Linked DNA regions of Gossypium hirsutum: region 1 is linked to region 2. The links are chromatin contacts, called in public Hi-C maps. All regions are on one chromosome and are shown on one strand. Each heading gives the region's core, a stretch centred on a gene start, on an enhancer-like site or on the middle of the called end of the contact. The rest is flanking DNA. Distances are from core to core; before and after follow the strand shown. Region 1 holds the start of LOC107945296 (UDP-N-acetylglucosamine diphosphorylase 2). Region 2 holds the start of LOC107945232 (calmodulin-binding protein 25).

Region 1 (5,251 bases), core at 754-3,253, 140 kb before region 2:
ATAGGAAAGCATTAAACACGGTTAACTGCTTAAGTTCCATACAGGACATTCCCTGAACATGTCCTGATCAACACCAAAAATTAGTGAAAAGCATCATCAAAAGAAACTTGAAGGCAGCATAAGATTTTCAAAACCATGTCAGCAATGAGTAAAAATTACTCACTGAAACATCCCTTGGGATCTGAACTTCCAAGCCGAGTCCCCTGCAGCACATTTCAATCACAAGGAGATAAAACACAAGATCAAAAACAAGGGAAATAATACAGGGTTACTTGACAGGGTATCTTATTTATTTATTTGGAAAATTTGGGTAATTTATAAAGCAGATTTAGATCCCTTTTTCAGCAATGAAAGAGTATAGAATTTAGTAAAGCATCTTTTTAACTAAACAATTATTATTTGCAGGAAAATATTGAAGCATCCACTTTCTAAGTTAACCTAACTTTATCACTAATTATCATTACTGGACATCCAATAAAGCAACATCAAACCAACCTTTAGTAAACAGCAATTATCCACTTTAAGAGTTTATGGGCCCAGCTTTTTACATTAATAAATGTGCATATTGGTTATCAGAAAAAAAGAATGTCTAATAAGTAATGAGGGAACCATTCAAAAGTAACATCATTCCAAAATTATGGAAAGAGATAACTCCTCGGCCAAGAACTGGTGATAACAGCATCATTAAATCTTTCTAGGTGAGGCATAAAATATATTAGATCAAGAAGAAGCAAAATGAAGACTCATCATTAACTATTGTATGTAATAAATCTCTGAATCTAGATTATAAAAAGATTAATAAAAAAAAATGGAGATAGATGATGATACCTGGCCACCGGATAGAAGCAAAACAGCCAATTTGCCTTCCGATATAGCCTTCAATCCCATCTTCCACCACCTTTCCCTTTCCTCCATCGTTCTCTCCTCTACAGAGGACACGCAACTCTCGGGAACTGGCTCTATTGCTGCCACCGGCAGTCCTAAAAGCCCCACCAAGAAACAGAATCATATTAAAAAAATAACCCAAACAGAGTGTACTAAAAACGAGAGCAATCGAAGAATTTATATTACATATAGGCGCACCTTGAGATCGAAGAGAGCAGCGAATGATCCGATCTATTCTCGAAAGATCCAAACTCTGAAGTATGGAAACCGAAGTTGAATTATTAATTAAGAACTAAAATTGACTCACGAAGCTGAATTTGCTTGGAATTGAAGAACTATAACCAAAAGTTACAGGATTTAGAAGCGAAATTGAATGCTTGGAGTGGAAGAAAGGCATAATAGTTAAAACTTGAAAGGAAGGAACAAAAGTAGTATCTTTTCAAGAGACCAAAAATGAAAAAAAAGGATGTTTTAGAATGTTTGAAAGCAAATATCGAATTGTGATGATGATAAAAGATCTAGAAAGAAATGACCTGGATATCCTTGACGAGGTGGAGGCGTTCATCAGGAGAAAGCTCGTCCCAAAGGGCGAAAACGTGTTCCTGGCCGTAGTCCTTGAGCCTCTCGACTAATGATTGCGGCGGTGAAGACGTCGGTGGAGGGAGAGGTGATCCATCAGCACCGCCAACAGCAGCACCAGCAGCATTGCTGTCTGCGCCAACCACCATCGTTGGTTCCCTCATTCTTAATTTGTCTCTATGGGAACCAGACAAAGGTTAATTGTTTTTGTTATGGTAGATTAGATCTCTGGTTTTTTGGTATTTGGTTGGGTTGGGTTGGGTTTGAAGTATGGCTCAAGCGACTAGGGAATTTGGTTTATGTAAATGGGTATACAGAGAGGGGCAAAGGAACAGTGGAAATGAAGACAAGAATATCTCTGACTGGGTAACCAACTTCTACAGGGTGGACACCTGTGAAACGCTAATGCCTTCAATGCCTCTTTTTCCAACCCCACTTACCGTAACTCGGTGAACCGCGAATTTACTCTTTTTCCTTTTTTCTTCAACTTGAACCGTGAAATTACACTATCGTCAAATAACCATAACATCACTTAATTCAAGCACATGTTTATGTTTTGATGTTTATATACTCGTTACACATAGTCCGAGTAGGGGACCATTCCACCAAATATTACACCTTACCAAAATACTACTTTGTTAGCCTGTACACTTCACTTGATAAAATCATTATCACTTGTCATTTACATAATTTGTAACCATATCATATCAAGTTGCATTCTCAACCTAATAAAAGGACCTACTTTATGTGGCCATAGTGATAGTTTGCCAACAGGGAGAAGGCACATAGCCTATGAATATTTTTCTTGAATACCTATTCGAAGGTCAATGGATCCACTTACCAATCTCTCTTCCTCTCCTAGTAACACTAAACTCCTTCACCTCTTTGAACATCTCTTGTAGCTCTTAACCTATCAAGTAAACTACCTCTCCAACCTCCTTTAACCTTCTATCATCAATAATTGATGCAACAAGCGTGGACGACATGACCATTCCAACTCTAATACCCCGCCAAAAAAGAAGAAGACTAGAGGTAGAATCCACAACATCAAACTCAAACAAACAATGACTAACCTTAATCACCCTACCAACAACTGCAACCTTAACCTCATACAAGCCACCACTTCGACCCATATAAACCTTATAACCCATACTATCTTTATTACGCAATGTGCCCAAACTACTTGACACCCAAGTATTACACCACTTATCCAAATAGAAGCCATATCCACCTCCCCTAAGCCCATCCTTACTTAACCCTTAAGGAACAAAACTCTCAAAGCCCTAACATTAATTCTCGACAATTCACAAAAAAGTAAGAGAAAATAAAAGTTCTTGAAGAGAAACTTTTGACTCAGTAGAAAATCTAACAATAAAAACAAGAAATAAATCAATTAAACGAGAAAATTATCAAAGAATTACGAGTAAATAAAAATTAAATAGAAGACAACATGAGGAAACTACTGAGTCATTTCCCCATTGATAAAGAAACCTATCTTCTCATCCACAATACCACCACAGATGGTGGATCCTCAGCAACAAGCTAATTTCTTTGAAGACAAAATCTAAGTCTTAAGGAAAGAAATGTAATCCTTTTATAAGTCAAAGTCGATAGATGATGGAATGGGACTGCAATAACAAACCCTTAGCCTTAGGAATAGCAACAGAGTACATTTCTCTAACCTTTAACTTGTCTAAAGAGACATATTGTAACACCCTCTACCCGACCTGTTCGTCAAGTCCAAGTATTGGATGCCACAATAACCTGAATGACTTAACAAGATTTCTTTTCTAAATTAAATTACATACTTAATCAATTTATATTAACTAGTGATAAAACTTTAAAGCTTCACTTTCATATACAAATTACAAATTTACTGGACCAAAGAAAAAAAACGTAAAATGATAACTAAAACCCTGGGGCGGAGCCTCTACAAGTGCCCTTTTGTACACATGCAAGTTTTCAAAATTTGCCTTGCTTCTAGAGAAGTTTGGCTTGGTCCCTAGCAATTTCTAAATCTTTAAATAACCTGCATTTAAGCAGAAAACTTATAAGTTCAGGGGAAACTTAGTGAGATCCACATATAGAATTAAGAGGTATGTAAGGCGTCCAGCTCAAAATTTAACTCATTAATATTCACAATTAATATCTCTGACGGGCGACGCTTGGTGACTACCAAATGGTTTCGACGTTTGCGGTCTTTCCCACATTCTAATGTCCCTTCTGCATTGTATTATTCAGGCTCACTAATAGCCCTAAATACTCTACCGATCTATTTTCTTTGGAGACTTTTTAGAACATGCAGTTTCGACCTATAGGAGCATAACAAGATCTCTATCATTCCCCATGGCTATATCTGACCTCTGCTTTCCATTATTCTTTGACTGACTTTGTTGGCCATCTGGCCTTAGGCATACGTTTTTCCTTAAAAACCCTAATCAACCTAATAAACCCCTTGATTGACTTTTATCAACTTTCAATATATTACTGTGCCTTACTGCAAACTAATTCATGCCTACTTAAATGTGTGGAATCCACAACTTTCTTGATGGACTAGTATTTCCATATACCATATTTACTTTCTTACATAAGGAGTTTCCTTTTTCCTTTTCACTAATTTGGGGTTGAGACACACCTTTAGCACCCTTCTTTATTCCGGAGGTTTATGTTCCTTAGACGCACCAACTTATTTCTTCTTGTGACTTATCATACCCTTCAAACTGTGGACTTTATATTCACCACTAACATCTTTCATGAATCGCAGATCTTTAGATTATAATCGCTATGTCTAACTTTTTGGAGGATTTTTTGTGTTTACTATCCTGATGGATCATCCCGTGTTTACTGTCCTAGCGGATTATCTTGTGTTTACTATCACGATAGATTATCCTGTGTTTATTATCCCAGCAGACTATCAAAGGATGCCATAGAGTCTTTTAGCTAGGGTTTTAGTCATGTTTACCATGATGCCATAGTACCTTTCAGCCATGGTCTTATTATAACACCCAAAATTTACGAGTCCTACGTTGGGCAAGTAGCTCAAAAGAATCTGAGTGGTACAGTCTTATCTGTCCAATTGACGCATTTGGCGTATAATTATAGCTTATAGTTAACAATAGAGTAAAAGGTAAGGAATATTCTTTAAAGGATGTGGATGTGTGAAAATGAAAGAAATGGTAAGAGTATTAAGGGCTCTTTGGGTAATGAAGATAAAACCAAAGGTAAGGTACGCCAAGTTTGCCTAGTTACTATACAAGTTACACTCTAACGAGATGGTCACAAATGAATGATGTGGTAAATTAAAGGCACGAAAAGATTATGGACTCTTGTATAAGCTTCCTTACAGCTGTTAACCCTCTAGAGGGTAGTTTTGAAGGTTAATGACACATGTTAAGTTCCACTATGGAAACATGAGTTTTCTATGGATATATCTTGATATGAGCTTTAGAAAAAAAAAGAGTGGGAGAGTTATCTTCTTCCTTCTAATTGGAAACACTATTTTTGTCTTGCTTTGGAGTTGATTTGAGATCTTTCCTACTAAGCTGAAATTAAGGATTTGAGTTCATACAGATGATTGCTTCATGTTTAGAGGTAAGTAGTATGGATTTGCATGTGAACTTTTTGATTAAGTTTGTTTACAAGTGTAAATAGTAAATGAAGAAGTAAGACTTTGTATAAAAGATAACGGGGTTTCTAATAATAATAAAAGTTAAATAAATGAGTCTTAATGGTATCCATATGTCTTATAAGAGTGATTATTGAGTTCCTATGCTAGATGTTTGGGATT
Region 2 (5,390 bases), core at 880-3,379:
AACGGAGAAGCTCAATAAATATGGTGTGGTGGACCTTAAAGAAGCAAAAGGAGATCGAGGTTGTACATATAGCCTATTGAGAGGATCCTCAAGTTTAGGCAAGTAACCTAACCTATAAATACACATATATAATTATAACTAAATACGAGAGAAAAACACTCATTCAATTTAGATTTATAATTTTCCCTTAAGCTTTTTCTTTCTTTTATCTTTTATCCTTAAATAAAAAAGATAGTGTTTTATTTTTTTTTCTCATCATTTTGGCATTTCCCCCCTTCTAACACAACATGGCATAAATAAACTTAATAAAAAAATGTTAAATCAGGGTGGAAAACGTTAACATAATATTGTAACCATATATATGTATTGCATGAGGGTTATCAAATTTGAAGTTCCCAAGTACAATATATAAAATAATAAGCACATGGCGGTTGGCCATGGTCAATGTTAAAGGCTTTATATTTTTTTTTTTAAGGAAAAGCGGGGTTTTTTCTTTTTGGTTAGTAAAAACGGTTCAATAAATAATCCTCTACAGCTTAAAATACCGTAGTATTAGCCTATCAACTGCAAAAAGTGAAAACTCAAAACTGAAGGTCGTTCTTATATTAATTATATAATATATTTGAGCCTGGAACGAGTGAAGTTTATGATATGGACTTGAGGTGTTATTTGATTTGTGAAATGCTAATTAACTTTCGTAGTAATTGTTTTTGGCAATTTGTCTGTTTAATATTTATTTATTTTCATATTTTATCGTATATTTATAAAATATTTGTCTTAAATTTATGATATGGAGTTAGAACTGTTTATAATTCTTCCTCAATTTATAAATAAGAAGATTATACGTTTCAATGCATTCGGACCCACATCCTCCTACATTGGTAACAATGCTCATACCAATCGAATTAAGACTTAATCGACATTTTATTTTTATTTTTTATAACAATTTTTTTTATTTATAACAACCATAAAGGCTAGCTCATTAACAATCTTTTATTTCAAATTTTAATCAAATTAATTTTATTCCTAAATGAATTAAAATAATAATTTTCAGTTAACATATTATTTCAATAAAATGTTGAAATTTTATATAAAAGTATATTTATCATATTTTATTACAAAAACAATATTTAATAAATAAAATTACATTTGTAAATTTTATTAAAGATAAATTTTATTAAAGATACTATCTTTTTTCTTTGAGAATAATTAAATATACTATCTAAATCTCACTAATTAATGTTATTAAGATATTATAATTTTATTTTAAATTTGAATTTGAATTTTTTAAATCAAACATATTCTAAAATTTAAATGTTAGCATACAATTGAGGTTAGTTGTAAAGAGGGTTGATTGTATTATATTTATATAATACCATTAAATTGGAAGTAAAAAAAGGTAAAAAAAAAAATTATGGAAGCCCCTGTACTAAGTCAAAGTGTATTTTGTATTCTTTACTAAAAAATGGGTAATTAGTTCTTATACGTTATATCCAAGAGTAAACTAGTCTTTTTTGTTAACAATTTTATCCATTTCTACGGTTAAAAACTGGCATGGCTAACGGATAACCAAACAATTACATGTTGCATACCACTTGTACTTTATGTTGACTCACATGAACTAATTTTTAATAGTAGAAATGAATGAAATTTTAACAGGAGGGCTAGATTACTCTTTAATCTAATGTATATGAACTAGTTTATCATTTTTTTTAAATAGAAGAACTTTTAGCGCAAGGAAAAAGAGATTGAGAAAAATTGAGTATGAAGCAACAGTGTTTTATGGGATTATTAATTTTCCCAGTCTAACAAATTGATAATCAAATGGTTTTAAAATAATAGATGAATACATATGAAGCAATCAGTAAAATGAGGTTGAGTTGTTTTCATAACAATATTTTGACCAAGAAACGAGGTGAGAGAGCATCATTTATATATAATATCTTTATTAATATAAGTATGTAAGTGTTGGATAATCAAATGGTAAGGAATTTGATGTGGTTTAAGTTTAAATATTATGAATGAAAAAAATAATAGAGAGTTTTTAATTGAAATATATATAATTATCGAATATCAAAATAGTATAGAAATAAGAGAGAATTAATATATAGACATATGAGTTCATAATCTCGGAGATGATGATCTCATTGACATAAACAGGGGCTGCTTCCAGGAAATTACATAAACGTAAGCATCCTTCGGCAATAAGTCACCCCACTCTGATCCGTTAAAGAATGGTCAAGAATTGATGTGTTACTTTGACCAGGCCGATCCCTCCACAACTATTAAGGCTCACCAACTCCCTCTATATTCATACTATATAAGCTAAACAACCCCGCTTGAATTTGTGTGGTGGAATTGGGAAGCCTTAGTAACTAGTACTAGGAGAGAAACAAAGAGAAAAAAACCAAATGTCCACCACCTTTGGAACCATGAATGGAACTCTGTGTACCTCTTCTTCTTCTGAGTGGATGCAACTGTATGAACAAACCATTGATGCTTGTTTCGGATTCTCCGATGCTACTGCCGTTACCGTCACCACGAACAACTTAACCTCCAACACTTCATATGCAGCCGCCGTTGACCACTACTTGGCCCCCAAGGCCTGTATATCAAAGTCTATTAGGAGACGATCTAGAGCTTCAAAGAGGACACCCGTCACCCTCCTCAATGCCGACGCCAAAAACTTCCGATCCTTGGTGCAACAATTCACGGGCTGTAGCCGTCGTAGCACCTCCATTTCATTTGCCAAAAACCCAAGAGGTCCCGTCAATATAAATTTTGCCCATGTTAATCCAAAGAACGACGACCACCACCACCATAATTACACTAGTCATTCAGATCATGCTTCAACATTACCGCAGCCTGGCACTAATGATTGTTGGAAGTCTCAACTGCTGCAACCGCAAGAAAAGCATGAACATCATCATCATCATCAACAACATGATGATGAGTACCAACAGCGAGTGTCAAATGAAGAACAAGAAGGCGAGTTTTCTTTTGACAGTATCACGTCGACTGATCATGATGATCTATTTCCGCAAGGGTTTGTGATAGATGATTTGTATTAAATTATTATATAGATGTTGTAGAGAGAAAGTCAATAAAAGTAACCACTGAATCTGAAGGCTGTTCATCTTCATCATCAAGTGTTTTGACATTGTCATAATCAAAGCAACGCAAAACATATCCCCCCAAAGTTACTTACATTATAATTTTTTAACTGGACATCTATACCCTCCAAGAAATTATATACATTAAAAGATTTAACCACTTATTCATTTTGAAAATTTTCATTTACTCTTTCAAATATTCAACTTGGATTATTTTATTAAAAAATCACACATCAATATATGGATATATATTAAAAACAGGTATAAAAATTATAAAGAAATTTACAAAGTTTAATTCTCTCATTTTCTATCCACTTTCTAAAAAATGGTGTTTTTATAGTATGTGAAAGAGATGAGGCATCAAAGATTATTGCTACTTATCTTTTGTTGATGAGCTTAGAGTTGTGAGAAAGTAATTTGGAATTTCTTCAAGTAATTTGAGTTTTTAAATGCAAATAAGTAAGAGGACTACTCTCAGAATAAGAGGTTATTGAAATTGTCTTACCTATTCTTTTACATATATAGGAACTTCATGTAATTTTATGTTCGATAAACGTAAATTAGATGTATATTTTGTAAGTGGTGTAAGCTATGTAATGGTATAAAATTTATTTTTTTTAATAGTTAATATATTTTATGTATTAACCTTGTTTAATGTATTATGTTGGTGCTTAAACTTTTTCTGGACTTAGTCAATACCTGAATTTATATTTTGTCACTCAAGTTAGTACCTCTGCATTAACATCATTAGTTTGTGCTAAGGTGGCACTGATAATCAATCAAGTGGTGATACGTGATAGCCTCTCAGTATGCGTGGGACATAAATTAAAAATATATAAATTAATAAAAAAGTATATTTTTTTCACATTAAGAATTAACCTAGACAACTGATTGTCCAGATACATTTCTAGACACCAATTTGTCTACATTCATTTCAAATGGATCTTTTTTGTAAGTTTATATTTTTTTAATAATATATTATGTTATTTATATTTTTAGTCTTATTATTTTGAAATTAAAAAATATATAAAAAATTTAAATTTTAAAATATATAAATTGATAAAAATTTATATTTTTACATCAAGAATAAACCTAGACAAATGGTTGTCTAGATTCAAATGCATTTAAACAATCAGTTGTCAATATTCACTGTAAACGTGCTTTTTAATTGATTTATATACTTATATTTTTATGAATTTATAATTTTTTGTTTTTTTGTATATTTATATAAATTTATAAGTTTTTTATTTTTGTTAATTTAGTATAATATTATAAATTTTTATATGCTATCCAAAATATTATAGGTTTTTTTATATATTTTTATTTTTATATATTTTTATAAATTTAGAATCTATATCTATTTAAAATAATAACCTAAAAAGCTTATATTTTATAAAAAATTAAAATATATAAAGTTACTAAAAATACATCTAGAATGAATCTAGATAAATGGGTGTCCAAATTCTAAGGTATCTGTAAATTATTTGACCATGTTAATTCTTAATGTTAAAAAATTTCATATTTTTTATTAATTTATATATTTTTAAAGATTTTTTATTTTTTAATTTATGCCCCCATATGGTACACTGAAAGGCTACCATGTGTCACCACAAAATCGGCTATTAGAGTCACATCAGCACAAATTAATGCTATTAGTGCAAAGTACCAACCTAGGTGACAGAATACAAATTCAGATACTAACTAGATAAAAAAAATCTAAGTACTGTTAAATAAATTTGAGAAAATAAACTACATATTAACCCTAAAATTATTATTCATATTCTCTAAATTTCATGATGTTTGCTATATGAAAGCATGACTCAAGTTTATATTTCACTCTATCAGTTCCAATAAAATAAGGCTTAATGCAACTTTTTGTTAGTAGTTTGCAATGTTATTGATTTATTTAAATAAATAGTATGAAATAAGCTATTTTTTATGAATAAACAAATAAGCTAAGTGACAAGCCCGTTAGATTAAGCCTGGTTAATGGGCTTTTATATGCCATGTCCTTGATATTTCTAGTGTAACTTTTTTTTATTTAAATGGTAAATATTTGGTTTATTGATCGTATATGTTTTTTATTTCACAAGCATTCTTAAAAAACTAACATGTGTACTAAATAATTATTCTTATTTTAATTATATTTTTAAGGATATATTCTTGCATTAGAATGGTTGTGTTGAAATGACACAACACTTTAACTAATTGTGTCATGTGATGTAACAACACAAATTATATCAATAACTGCATTCTGAAAAGACATAACTTGTAATG

What was found. Hi-C and Micro-C count contacts between places; a contact is called where the count stands out from the background.
Region 1: a Hi-C map of leaf shows a contact between it and region 2, with 1.5 times the contacts expected there. The contact joins the promoter of LOC107945296 here to the promoter of LOC107945232 in region 2. A contact is called at or near these places in 10 of 34 Hi-C or Micro-C datasets (anther, callus, hypocotyl and 2 more).

The regions. Positions count from the first base shown.
Region 1 is chrD12:7,541,667-7,546,917 of Gossypium_hirsutum_v2.1, reverse strand. LOC107945296 (UDP-N-acetylglucosamine diphosphorylase 2) reads right to left here and starts at 2,003. Exons shown (of 15, transcript XM_016879252.2): 1 at 1,419-2,003; 2 at 1,084-1,138; 3 at 829-980; 4 at 164-203. The coding sequence starts at 1,628.
Region 2 is chrD12:7,398,553-7,403,942 of Gossypium_hirsutum_v2.1, reverse strand. LOC107945232 (calmodulin-binding protein 25) reads left to right here and starts at 2,129. Exons shown (of 1, transcript XM_016879155.2): 1 at 2,129-3,142. The coding sequence starts at 2,412. The coding sequence ends at 3,071.